2 separate regions of the Xenopus laevis genome follow, and region 2 is linked to region 1. The links are chromatin contacts, called in public Hi-C maps. All regions are on one chromosome and are shown on one strand. The core of a region is the stretch at or near the end of the contact, and the rest is flanking DNA. Distances in the headings are between cores, read along the strand shown.

Region 1 (6,632 bases), core at 621-3,120:
AAATTAGAAAAAAACATCAAAACCCATCAGACTGTACAGCAGGCACAACTAGGAGGTATTGCATTGTAGGCTAAATCACAGCATTTTGTGTGTATTCTGTCACTCTTTGCACCTTGATCTCATGTTGTACAGTAAATGAGCCCTCTGCTTACCATTTACTGAAGCAGAATATGGCAGTTGCAGGAACAAAGATGGTCGTTTTTTAGGAGACCGGTGTGGCAGATTTTAATCTCCTGCATTTTAAACGATTGTCTCATTTTGAATATATTCGGCTATTCATTGTTGTTTGGCTCTAACAATGAAACACAACACTGTGTAAAATATAGCCCACAATTATGTTACGTGCTACAGTAACCACGCTACCAGCTGGAGATGGTATAAGCATAGGGTTGGCAGCCGAATGGTTCAGCTGCAATTTGCATGATATAGTGCAGTGGAAAAAAGGAAGGAGAAGATTATTTGTTTAGAAACCATGACGGCTATACTAACACATTCATCTGCTGGTCATTATGCAGAGAGCTGCAAAGGGGACTAATTTCTAAAATAGCAACCGTATCCTAATTCTCTGGGAGAAATGCTTTAAATGGGGGATAGATTTGTATGGACTTTGCAAAAATGCAAAATTAATTCTAAGTGAGAGGTTCAGATTATTCCAGGACAATTGTAGTTGGACTAACTGGCTGCCAACCCACAGCAGAATGTTGCTGCCACCCAGTGGTCTGAGTATACAGCTTTGGTACAAGTCATACAGATTCTGTACAAATCAGGAATAGTGAAAAAGAGGATGAGTATTTTAGTAGCAGTCTAGAAAGATATTAGATTCAATCTATTTGCTGGTCCGTTTGCTATTTAAACTACTGTAAGGAACAGAATCAGAGGACAGGATCAGAGGAACTTATAAAGTGAAGAGATACTAAATTTACACCCGAGCAGCAGTAATTTGTAGCAACCAGTCAGTAGAGTTGCCACCTTTTCCGGAAAAAAATACTGGTCTTCCTATATATTTATCTTTTTTCCCTATTAATAACATTGGGATCAGCCATCATTTTTACCGGCCAGGCCAGTAAAATACCGGCCAGGTGGCAACCCTACCAGTCAGTAGTAAGCTTTGTGCTCTTAGGTAGAACAATGACAGCCACCAGAGGCAACTTCGGGTGATTTTGCAATAAGTTAGGCATACTGCCAACTATTTCAATTATTGGCAATGGAGAGGTGTTTTTGGGAGATTTATTGCCCGCCGCTGAACATGTGGGTGACAAATCTTCCCATGTGCCACAGCCCTTAGTGCTTGGGGGCAAATTTACCCGTCTTAGTAAATGAGCCTGTTTGTCTGGATGTTTGCTCGTACCTGAAAAGAATATCTGTAATATTTTATGAAGTGTCACTGTTCAGTAAAAAACTGGTTTATGTTATGTCTGAAAAAGATATAAGGTGGGTGGGCCAGGTTCAAACTGCTGCATACAACATGTTGGCACATGGTCCTGGGTTGCCCCTTCCTTAATATGATTCAGGGTGCACAAGACACGAGCGCCAAGGGATGCTAAAAACAGAACTCCTGTTTTGCTCCTGTTTTGCTCTAACAATCACTTGGGGTGCCTAACTTTTGGCACCCCAAAGTGGCAAATAACTTTCCTTCTCTTTTAAAAGGATCCTTCTTCCCCACCCTGCTCTGCTTGTTTGATTGTGCTGCCTTTGCCCCTGAGGCTGATACTGCTTCCCTTTTAGTCTTTTGCTCTTCATTAACATAATTCTCCATATCTGAGTTTATCTAAGTCCTCACTACCCACCTTTTCCCAAAAGTCTCTGTATTATTACCATGGCCCTCAGCAGTGGCTAGTAGTTGGCACCAGGCTCCCTGCAAGAAAATCTATAGAGAGCCTGGCGCATAGCGACTCCTACTCGGCCTGGCGCATAGCGACTCCTACTTGGCCTGGCGCATAGCGACTCCTACTCGGCCTGGCGCATAGCGACTCCTACTCGGCCTGCTGCAGTACATGATATTACTTTACAACACTTTCATGCAGGGGGTGCCCTGGGCTTAGATTAGAACATGTGCAATAAAACTCTATGGGCAGTGACCTCCTTCCTACTGTGTCTCTTACTACACAGCACTTCATGTCTGTATATTTATACATAAATATATTAATTATTGGGAAGGGCCCTCTATACCTCTTGCCTCAGTTATCAGTTGTTATTTTTTTGTATGTAATCTGTATGTTAAAGGATAATGAACTTTTAAAAAAAGTGAATGTAAAATTGTGTTATTCTAAGCACTTTTACAATTTAGAGTCTTTATTTTTTATAATTCAAAGATATTAAGGGATACATGGGCTGGTAATATAAATTCATTTTCTAATTTTGTTACAACAGCACCACCTGCTGGTCAGTTTCTGACCATTCTGACCACTAAGTAGTAGAGAAAATTGTCAGGAGAAAGGAAAGAGGGCTGGTCTGATATTCTTCTGGTTAGGAAAGATGTGAGAAAAGCTAGAAGGTTAGGGAAGCAGGGGAATGTGTAAGCCGGATGAGTAGTGACTTGTTTGGATCATAGCCTGTAGTTTTGCCTGTGGCACCTGCTCGTGTAGTCAGGGAGTCAGGCCAAATCCTCCCGACCTACAATAAACCATTTCTGCTCTGAATCATGGAAGACTATTGTGCACATGGAATCACAGGGCCCCATACTACTAAGTTAGCATTTATTTACATATTATAAACTGGGCCCCATGGAGGAGATTCCTGTTAACAAGTAGAATGTGGCCTGAATGAAAAAAAAGGATCACAGATATGCCCTGATCCATAGATATGCCCTGATCCACCCAGCCACACCATTATACTAAAACCTAACCGCAATCCACCCAAACCCAACCCATCAGCCCTCCAGATCCACACCCACTCTCCCAAAGCCCTGCCCCTGTCATGACCTGTAAAACACACATTTATGTCTTTTGGGGCCCCTTCTGCTTTGGGGCTCATGTAGCCTTCTGATGGCAGCCTTGGTCCAAGTAGATGGAAAAGGCCTGTGGACTATAAGTCAGACACTCTCTGTGTTCCCATTTGCTTTTTCCATTTTTTCAGGGCCACCCAGACAAATCATCTTATCCCTAGCTTTTCTTTTCAAGGCTTTGCTGCCTCATCTTTTTCCCTTTCCTTTAACCATTTACCTCTCCTTCCCTGTCCTTTAACCCCTTCATCATCTTCAGCCACATCCCTTTGGCACAAACAGTGGACATTCATATCACATCTATTCCCCTATCCCTTGCTAGGGTTGCCACCTTTTCTGGAAAGAAATACCAGCCTTCCTATATATTTATCTTTTTTCCCTATTAATAACATTGGAATCAGCCATCATTTTTACAGGCCAGGTGGCAACCCTATCCCCTGCCCTGTCCCTTACCCAACTGTGCATCTGTCCTATCACATTCACCCCATGTATACCATTCACTCTGGATGCTGCACAATTATACATGGCTTTCTTTGTCCTGTGCTGCTGGATCGCCCTTATTTTTTCCCAGAAAGAGACTTTCACTGTATGGATTCTTTTAAGATTCTTCCTGGCTGCATACATGAGCTTTATTGTGTTGGTCTTCTTCAATTTTTCAGGGCATTTCTTTGCAATCTATTTTCCACTCCCAGATCTTCCCTTCTGCTTTTTGCAAGAACTTCCTGGAGATTTGACTTGTGCACACACAGTGCCCCCTGCAGTGGTTTGAATTGGCAACTCTTGAAATGAGCAAACAGCTGTGTTACAGAGCGGCCCAGTGCCATCCCAATTCCCTCACCGGCTGAATAATAAATGTTGTGTTTGGAGCGAAGCTGACGACACACCCCACACTAATCTCTGGGTCTTGAGAAAGTAGAGCAGAGATTATCTAAACAGTTGGTGATAGTATCTAACTGTGACTTCAGTATCCTTCATGTTTTCAGGAAGGTGTATTTAAAGGGACAGTTCACCTTTAAATTATGTTTTCGTATGATATAGACATTGCTATTCTAAGACAATTAGTAACTGATCTTCATTCGTTCTTAATTTTTTGTGGTTTTTGTTTGGCAGCTCTCCAGTTTGGTATTTGAGCAGCTATTTGGCTGCATTGCCGTTTTCTGTTGGTTGTCATGGTGCTGTTACAGTAGATGTTGGCACGTTGCTGGGGGTTACAGTGTCATTTATTCTGGAGATTACTGGGACTCTCAGTGCTGGTATGTCTGGCTGTTGTTTTTGGGATCACAGTGTCATTGGTGTCACTAACTAAGGTGGCCATACACGGAGAGATCCGCTCGTTTGACGATGTCACCAAACGAGCGGATCTCTCTCCGATGTGGCCACCTTGAGGTGGGCAATATCGGGCTGATCCGATCGTGGGCCCTAGGGCCCAATGATCGGATCCTAACAAATGGGAACGGGCGGTCGGATCGCGGGACCGCATCAACGAACAGATGTTTCCACGATCCGAAGGGATTTTTAGTCCCATCCGATCGAGATCTGCCCGACTTTCGGCCAGATCTCGATCAGGGAAGCCCGTCGGGGGGCCCCATACACGGCCAATAAGCTGCCGACTCGGTCTGTCGGCAGCTTTTATCGGCCCGTGTATGGCCACCTTAAGTCCTGAGGGTAGAACAAACTTCAGAATCCCCATGCTTATTACCTGAAGGACATTTACTTACCGTTTTTGAGACACAGTTTTTATTTCAAGCTGTTGAACAAGTGGTAAGTAATTGCCTCCATCAGCGTATCTGCCCCACAGACAATACATTGCCACCATTATTATTTCAGCCCCACACACTCAGAGCAATTGCCTACAGCAATCTATCATTCCCACATGCAGTGCACTATTACTGGCAGCGGTATGTTAGTCTCATCATTTATATTATTGTTCCTTATTGATATGTATGTGCAAAGCACTGTACAGCAAAACAATAAATTGGTAGTAACAAACAAGAGGTCACTGCATTAATAAGTAACAATAAGTGCATTATTAGAAATACAATTCACATAAATATAAAATATAATTACAATACAGATTAAGTGCTCAGTGTCAAGGAGACAAAAGGATGGAGGACCCTACCCCGTAGGGCTTACATTCTAAATGGGAGGGTACATAGCAGAAACATATTCCACAGTACATTACAGAGGTTATACTGCCCCAGTGGAGCTTACAATCTAAAGTCTCTATTACATACACACTCAATGGTCAGTTTAATCAAGTGCCAAATAACCTGCCCTATGTTTTTGCATTATGGGTAACATTTGTAGTACCTGGAGGTAGAGTCCTGCAGCGGGTGGGGTACCCACAAAACCATGCGAGTTGCAGGTAAAAGTTTGGGGAGTGGGTATAGATGCAGGTCGGTGGTTCTCCAGGTTTGCGGGTCGTGGTTCGGGTCATGGGTCTTCTCAATAGCGAGTTTCACTCCTTTTTTTCTGATCACGCATACTTCCAATGATGTCACTTCTGGTTTACGATGACAGCACTTCCTGTTTCTTGATGGTCAGCGGGTCGCGGATAAGGTACTTGCGGGTCGGGTAGCAAGTCCAAGCGGGTAAGTATGCGGGTTGGGGGTCGGGATTAACTAATTGGTTCCACGCAACACTCTAGAGATGGTAGATAGACACATTCATATACATAAAGCTAACAGTAACCTTATCTATTATTGTACCCTCCATAGCCTCCTCTTAAAGGACAAGGAAAAATCTCATTGGTCCTGGTGGTTCATGTGGGACGGCTGCCGGCTTCCTCCTTGTTCCCAGTAATACTCCCTGCCAGGTCAGGCTTGGTACATGTGCACTTGCAAGATCTTTAAAATAAATTAAATGAAATGTGCAGCTACTGTTCATATATATATATCTATATATATATATATATATATATATATATCTATATATATATATATATATATATATATATATATATATATATATATATATATATATATATAATGTTCTTGGCCAGAAAATGGCAATAACAAATGGTTAGAGGAAGCAATAGGGCAGCCATAATAAAGGGTTTGCTCAAGATCTGATCAGATATACAGTAGTCTTAATAGTTCCTTAATAGTTTCTTGTGATCTGTCATCCAACAAACTCTACTGGGTAGTTCTGCCCAAAAAGGCTCATTTACAAATTGGAGGGTGAGGAATTCCCACCTGTGTGTGCAACTCTGTATGTGGCACTGCCACTGTTACACACAGGAGGGTAGGACAAGATGCCTTAGATCTATACAGACATACCAAGGGGAAACCATTTTTAAGGTGGCGCTGCTCCAAGATGTACGGCTCCACAAGACAATGCAGTGCCTGAGACCACTGTGTATTTGTATTTGGTAGACCTTTCCTAGACTCAGGGAAGTGATCTGCTGGTTGTACTTGTTGATAGGACTATAGGATTATTTGGGAGTGGTTCCCTGGTAACTACAAACAGTGGTTCTTTTATAATCTCTGATTACTGCAGGCAGAACTGAAAGACAAACTAATAAAAACAAAACAACATCAGAACAAGGAAGCCCAATTGATGAATATCTGAGAATAGCTTCCCTGGGCGTTTTGGGGTAAAATGGAAAAACGCCGGCGCGACTAATCTCGGCTGTATGGCGACCAATCTCCCCAAACGACTTCCCTCACTCCCGGTGCTAATCACATGCGGC
Region 2 (6,562 bases), core at 2,083-4,582, 180 kb before region 1:
AATGTATGGTTATTGCTAATTTTTATTACTCATCTTTCTATTCAGGCCTCTCCTATTGAAATCTTGTTCAAATCAATGCATGGTTGCTAGGGTCATTTGGACCCTAGTAACCAAACTGCTGAAACTGCAAACTGGAGAGCTGCTGAATAAAAAGCTTACTCACTACAGCATACTAAAGGTTAATTCAAAGGTCAACAACCCCTTTGACCATTCACCCCGTATGATCATCTAACTGCATCCCTGGCTCATGTCTGTGTGAACATTGCAAATGGTGGAAGATGAAGAAACCTGTTGGAATTAAAAGGTGTGGATAAGGTGTGATTATTTATAGTGGACAAAGGGGCAGATATACGTATGTGATTTCACTTCAACCCTAGCGAGGGTATCAGCAGATTGATTGCCCTAAAATTAAAAACAAATTAAGGAATAATTGCCTCCCTATCTTATGCAGCCCCTCATACTACTTACCAGTATGGGGGGGGGGAGTGGGGGCAGAGACAGGACCCTGCTACACTAGCTATTGAGGTGAAGGTCCACTGGAAAAAAATGAAAAAGGGACATTTAACCCATATAGTCAAAGACTTGAATCCTCTTTTCATGCTAAACAAACGGGAAACTCAAAACAAAAGGTTAAAGGCACCCAATCACAATCAGGAAATTATTAAAAACTGTGTAGCGCCTCCCAATTTCAAATAAAGCTATTATACAAGTGTTTGAGGCAGAGAGGTTTGAGAGTTTGGATTGTGTTTAGTATTTAGCTGAAAACTGATGATTCATTATTATTCAGCTGAATCCTGAAGTTCTTTATTCAGTGCACCCCTATTTCAGGCACACACTTTCCTGCACCCCAGGTCCGATACATCAGATGTTGGGGACACTGACGCAACTTCAGTTGGACCAACACTCATATTAAAACTGAACGTGACTTCTGACTAGCTGCATCTGTACAACAGAAATCACCTTTAAAGGGGTGGTCCTTTAAGTTAACTTTTGGCATGTTATAGAACACAAAATTTTCAATTGGTTTTTCCGATTTCTTCCAGCTTTGAAATGGGGGTCATTGACCCCATCTAAAAACACATGAAATGTAAAAGTACAGACTTTTTATTACTCATCTTTCTATCCAGGCCTCTCTTATTCGAATTTGAGTCTCTTATTCAAATCAGTGCCTGGTTGCTAGGGTAATTTGGACCCCGAGAACCATATTGCTAAAAAAAAGTAGAGAGCTGCTGAATAAAAAGCTAAATAACTCAAAACTACAAATAATAAAAAATGAAAACCAATTGCAAATTGTCTCAGAATATAACTTTCTACATTATACTAGTGGTGTGAACAAACCCTTTAAAATTCCTTGTAATGCTTTAAAATGTAATGTTATTGCTACTTTTATTACTCATCTTTCTATTCAGGCCTCTCCTATACATATTCCAGTATCTCGTTCAAATCAGTGCATGGTTGCTGTGGTGATTTGAACCCTAGCAACCATATTGCTGAAATTCCAAACTGGGGAGCTGCTGAATAAAAAGCTAAATAACTCAAAAACTGCAGATAATAAAAAATGAAAACCAACTGCAAATTGTATCAGAATATCCCTCTCTACATCGAACTAAGAGTTAATTTAAAGGTGAACAACCCCTTTAATGCTAGTGCCACTGCTGTGTACAGCACCAAATGCTGCTCTTGAGTAATTTTATTTAGGTTGCAATATTTTATGTGAAGTATAAGTGAGCACAAAGCCTATCACTGTGCTTCTGCTTGTAGGTAAATACTCAAGTCACAGTTGCATGCAAAGCCAGAGACAAGATACCAACAGGTATAAAGGTGGCCATAGACGCACAGATAATATTGTACGAAACACATTTTCGTACGATATTCGGAGCGTGTATGGTGGGAAAAGGGCCGACTGATGTCGGCAGAGGACTTGGATATCGGTCTGCTCGTCGATCGGGCTGGACGGAAAATTTTGATTAGGTGCCTTTGAAGGCTCCCAAACTTTGCCCATTGTTAGTGCTGAATCGTCAGATACAGGTAGAATTCTATTGTTTCTATCTGTATATCTACCTGTATATCTGACGATTCAGCTGTATATGTGAGTATTGAAACGAACTATCTTTCTTGGAAATATCTTTTCCGAGAAAGATTGTAATCATTACGTCTATGGGCACCTTCAGTGGCATGCAAGCACAAGATGGCAGCAAGCCCGTTACTTGCTCAGAATGTGCCAATTTAACGTCAAACACACAAGCCTTACTGGGTAAACTGAGCACTATCAGAGGGAATGGAAAGAAAGCAAGTTACATTGCAATGGTAATGAGATGAGAAGCCGAGATGACAGGGTGGAGGTGGAATTCGGGAGCACAGGACTAATGAAGTGGGGACGTGCTATGAGGGTGGCACACTATGTACCTTTCAGCTGGTTCAGCCTGTCCGAAACCTTCAGTTGCAGCAGCTCGTGCCTCAGGGAGCCTGCGGGGCAGTAGCAGAGCAATGGGGGAAGGTGCATACCAGGAGGAGGGAAGGATAAATATAGGCTTTCACAATACTAAAGGTTGGGGGGTTGGAGGGAGAGGAAGTGACCATAACAAAAGTAATGCAGGCAGCATGGCAAGGGACTGGGTCACACTGGCAACAACTTTGCTGAATTCCCAGACTTTATTATGTTGCACTCAGCCTGCTGCTAGGGACTCTCATGTGTGAGTAGAGCCCAATAGATCCAGACAAGAACATCACACCCACAGATGAGAGGGAGGGATAAACATTTCTGGGGGAGAAAGTTGCAGCTACAAACAAAAGTCGTCCGTGTGAACTCATTCAACAATAATTACATAAGTAGCAGGGAGATTATATATAATGTAGAGAGATCCAATAGGCTTAGGCAGGATCATCAGCACATAAAGATCACAAGCACGTGGTTCACCCCCCGAACTACAAATCCCAGCAGCATCCTGGAGCAGTTAAGACACAATTCATTTACAGCTGCAACTAATCCCCCCCTTCCTGTCCACGTTCACAGTCTGCAGCCCACACACAACCTAGCCTGTTGCTCTAGAGTCTACACGTTGTTCCACTACTTTAAGCCGGTTTTTCTACCCCCAGCAGTAGGGCCGCTCCCTCCATATTGTAGCGTTTCTTGGCTAAAACTCCTGAAAACGGCTTTTCCGTAGCCTCAAAATTGTGATTCTTTATTAATCAATCCCCACAGAGCCGCATCCAGTCCTCCACTCCCCACTATCTTACCGCGATTGCCGCTGCCCTTCTTGGCAGACTGGTTCCCTCTCCGGGCCCTAGGCATGGTTGTGAGCTCCTGTCAGCGTGTATCTTGAGAGGTCAGGCGTACAAAACTGTTGAATCCTGGGAAGTGAAGTCTCTGGGACTAACCAGCCGGCTGGTTTCCGACTCGTAATAAACTACAAGTTCCGACATGCAGTGGGCATAGAGCCAGGCAACAAGTTAACGCAAAGCATTCTGGGGCAGTGTTTATAATAGAAACGCGGCCCTGAAGTCGTGGCCAAAAATATGCTCAAGACGTAGCAGGTTGTTACGCAGCTTCTACTTTGAGGATGGTCGTCATCTGTTATTATAGCAGGAGTTATTTAGTCAATGGAGCTGGGATGCTAGTAGGCTCGAGAGATTACGTTTAACGAGACTACCGCAACTACAAGAAATAAAGATTTATTTTAATTAAGTGCCTGAACTTTAACGCTTTATATTATTATACAGCCAAACCTCCGCAAGTCTGTTAACCCTCACACGTTTATACACAGAGAAACACAACTAAAAAATAGTTCCTATAAAGACTATTACCCTTTCCCTTTATTATTTAGAACTATACATTGCATGGTTCTTCAATATTGTTTACCTTTTTATCTAATGACTTGCTCAACCATTGTTAACGTTTCTAAACTACACTCAAGGCATAAAGCATGCTGGGAGCTGTAGTCCAGGTCAAATTGCACAGAAGTATGCCTATTTTATGTTGGGCGCATGTAAAGACCTCGTCGTTTGGTCAGGGCCCTATAAGATATGCTGAAAAAGTTGTTGAATAGGATCCCTCCCTCACCCCAATGAAGTATCTCCCTAAACAATGTCTGTTTATCATCAGGGGCTCTGTGTACCTAACATATGTTTCTGCAAGTTTGGATAAATGGCTCTGAACTATTAGGCTGTATCTGTGCTATAAAACCAGCATATTTGGCCATAGGGACATAAAGGCAGCGTCGGACTGGCCCACTGGGGAAAACTCCCGATGGGCCCAGGTGTTACTGGGCCCTTTTGCTTCTAACTATGTGGCCAATTTCATGGTCATTCCTTATTTCTTTATGGGAAAAAATCCTTAATAATGGACAAATAAAATAAGGATATATAAAAGACTAGGAGAATAAAGAGGCTGAGTGAGGAGAGGAGGAATAATAGTTTGGAAAGTGGGCCCACGGTCTAAGGTTTTCTGGTGGGCCTCTGGCATCCCAGTCCGACACTGCATAAAGGAGTGATTTGCATAATGTCTTATGTTAAACGCTCATTTTTGGTATTAAGGCAGTGCTATGTATATGGCACAAGACAAGTTAATACCTTTTGTTTTCAGAAGGCCTTATGCTGCATGTTTTACATGTAAAGGGCTTTTTGGCTCCATTTAGCCCAGGAGGGCCCATACTTTACTAATGTGAGGTCTACTTTTAGTGATGTTGTCCCATTATGATCTCATACCTCTCAACTGTCCCGTTTTCAGAGGGACAGTCCCTCTTTTGACTGCTCAACCCGCAGTCCCTCGTTTGTACTGGAAAGTCTCTATTTTCTCTGCACTGAACAGCCAGAAAAAGAAATAATGTTTCTAACTTAATTGGCTTTCAGCAGAGAGCCCAGAACAGCCACAGCTACATGAAATGTGAATGCTTAAGGGTAGGACTCCACGAGCATTTTTGGCGCGATCCGAAGCAATGCGCAAAAATGCAGGCGTCAAGTCGGATGTGACAGAAATAAGGTAAGTAAATACATTGTCGGATGGTGTTGCATGGTTGATCTGATGCGACACGACTGTCGGATGCAGACGCTGCACGCTGAGTCTGCATCCGACAGCCGTGTCGCGGCAGATCAATGCTGCGACACCATCCGACAAGGCGATTACTTACCTTATTTCCGTTGCATCTGACTTGACCCTGCGTTTTTACGCAGCGCGTCAGATCGTGCCAAAAACACTCCTGGAGTAGGGTCTTGCGCTGACTCTCTCATGTTGCAGTTATTCTGGTATTTTGGCTTCAACCGAAATCACTCGACTTAATATTTGTTTAGGCCTCCCTTTGCTCGTGGTTAGTAATACATAAAATATTGTCATTAAAAAACTATTCTATAGTTTTGGAAGAGTATCCAAAACAGCAAAACAGTGGTCACCCCAAATTTGATCATGACTGGTATCCAAACTGGGCCTCAATCCTACCTGCAGTTTTGACTCCATTACTGCGGGAAGTGAGGACAGTTTCACAATTTGAGAACCTATTATATAGCAAGATAAAAACACCATTAAACATATACAGGTATCGGACCTGTTATCAAGAATACTCAGGACCTGTGGTTTTCTGGATAACGGATCTTTCTGTAATTTGGATCTTCATACCTTAAATCTACTAGAAAATCATGTAAACATTAAATAAATCCCAATAGGCTGGTTCTGCTTCCAATACAGATTATTTATATTTTAGTTTGGTAGTGTTTTATTATTACAGAGAAAAAGGGAATCATTTTTGAAAATTTAGATTATTTGATTATAATGGATTATTTGATTATAATGGAGTCTATGGGAGATGTCCATTCCTTTCTGGATAACGGGTTTCCAGATAACGGATCCCATACCTGTACCATCTTTGTATGTCACAGAGATTTACATAATGTAATCAGGTGATGCAAGGTAAATCAGGGGGCGTAAGGTAGAACACAGCTTGTACATCCCAATAGCAATGAAGCAATTCTGTGCCCCTGAGCGCTCCAAGCACTTGTGCCAACATAGATAAATACTAATGGGTAGTGCATTGGGCATCATTTTTACCAACTAGGCCAGAAAAAAACAGGCAGATGGCAGCTCAAACCATGGGAGGTATGATGATGTTATGCCTGGTGATGAGGCATTGGAAAAGCAAAGGCAGGCATTCTAGGATCTAATGGGAACTTTTTCCCACTGGACCTGCACTGGGACCTCGCAAGCTGTGTATGTGTATTTGTATGGCAGCAAAGCAAACAATGGCTAGAGCCCTCAGTTAATATCGAACTAGAAAAACACAAGCTACACTGGATAATGATTAATAAAAAATGCAGCAGTGTATCGAATGGCACATATAGAACATTACAACAACAATCCTGGTTATATTTAGGGAGTTGTATGATTTGTGGCAACCCAGTTCCAATAAGAATTACAGCTTTTCCAGGAGCAAGGGGTCAAAAGAAATAAACTTTTGGGACAGTTTATTATTGCTACAAACTACATCATTACAGAACCATCAAGGGGCTAGCTAAACAAGAACATTTTCTGCAAATGTATAGGGAAGTGGTATTTGGTGGTGCTGACTCTTTAGTG

What was found. A called contact is a pair of places that touch in the nucleus more often than the background predicts.
Region 2: a Hi-C map of the XTC cell line shows a contact between it and region 1, with 3 times the contacts expected there. The contact joins the promoter of ifrd2.L here to the enhancer-like site in region 1. A contact is called at or near these places in 2 of 4 Hi-C or Micro-C datasets (the XL177 cell line and the XTC cell line).

The regions. Positions count from the first base shown.
Region 1 is chr4L:125,790,474-125,797,105 of Xenopus_laevis_v10.1, reverse strand. No RefSeq gene overlaps it. Among protein-coding and RNA genes, the nearest start is that of LOC108714595, 37 kb to the left of the region's middle. Within about 2 kb of position 1,870, at least 1 of the 7 cell types and tissues checked has an H3K27ac peak or open chromatin away from gene starts, as enhancers often do.
Region 2 is chr4L:125,970,130-125,976,691 of Xenopus_laevis_v10.1, reverse strand. It overlaps ifrd2.L (interferon-related developmental regulator 2 L homeolog), which reads right to left and starts at 3,332. Exons shown (of 12, transcript NM_001096772.1): 1 at 3,238-3,332. The coding sequence starts at 3,292.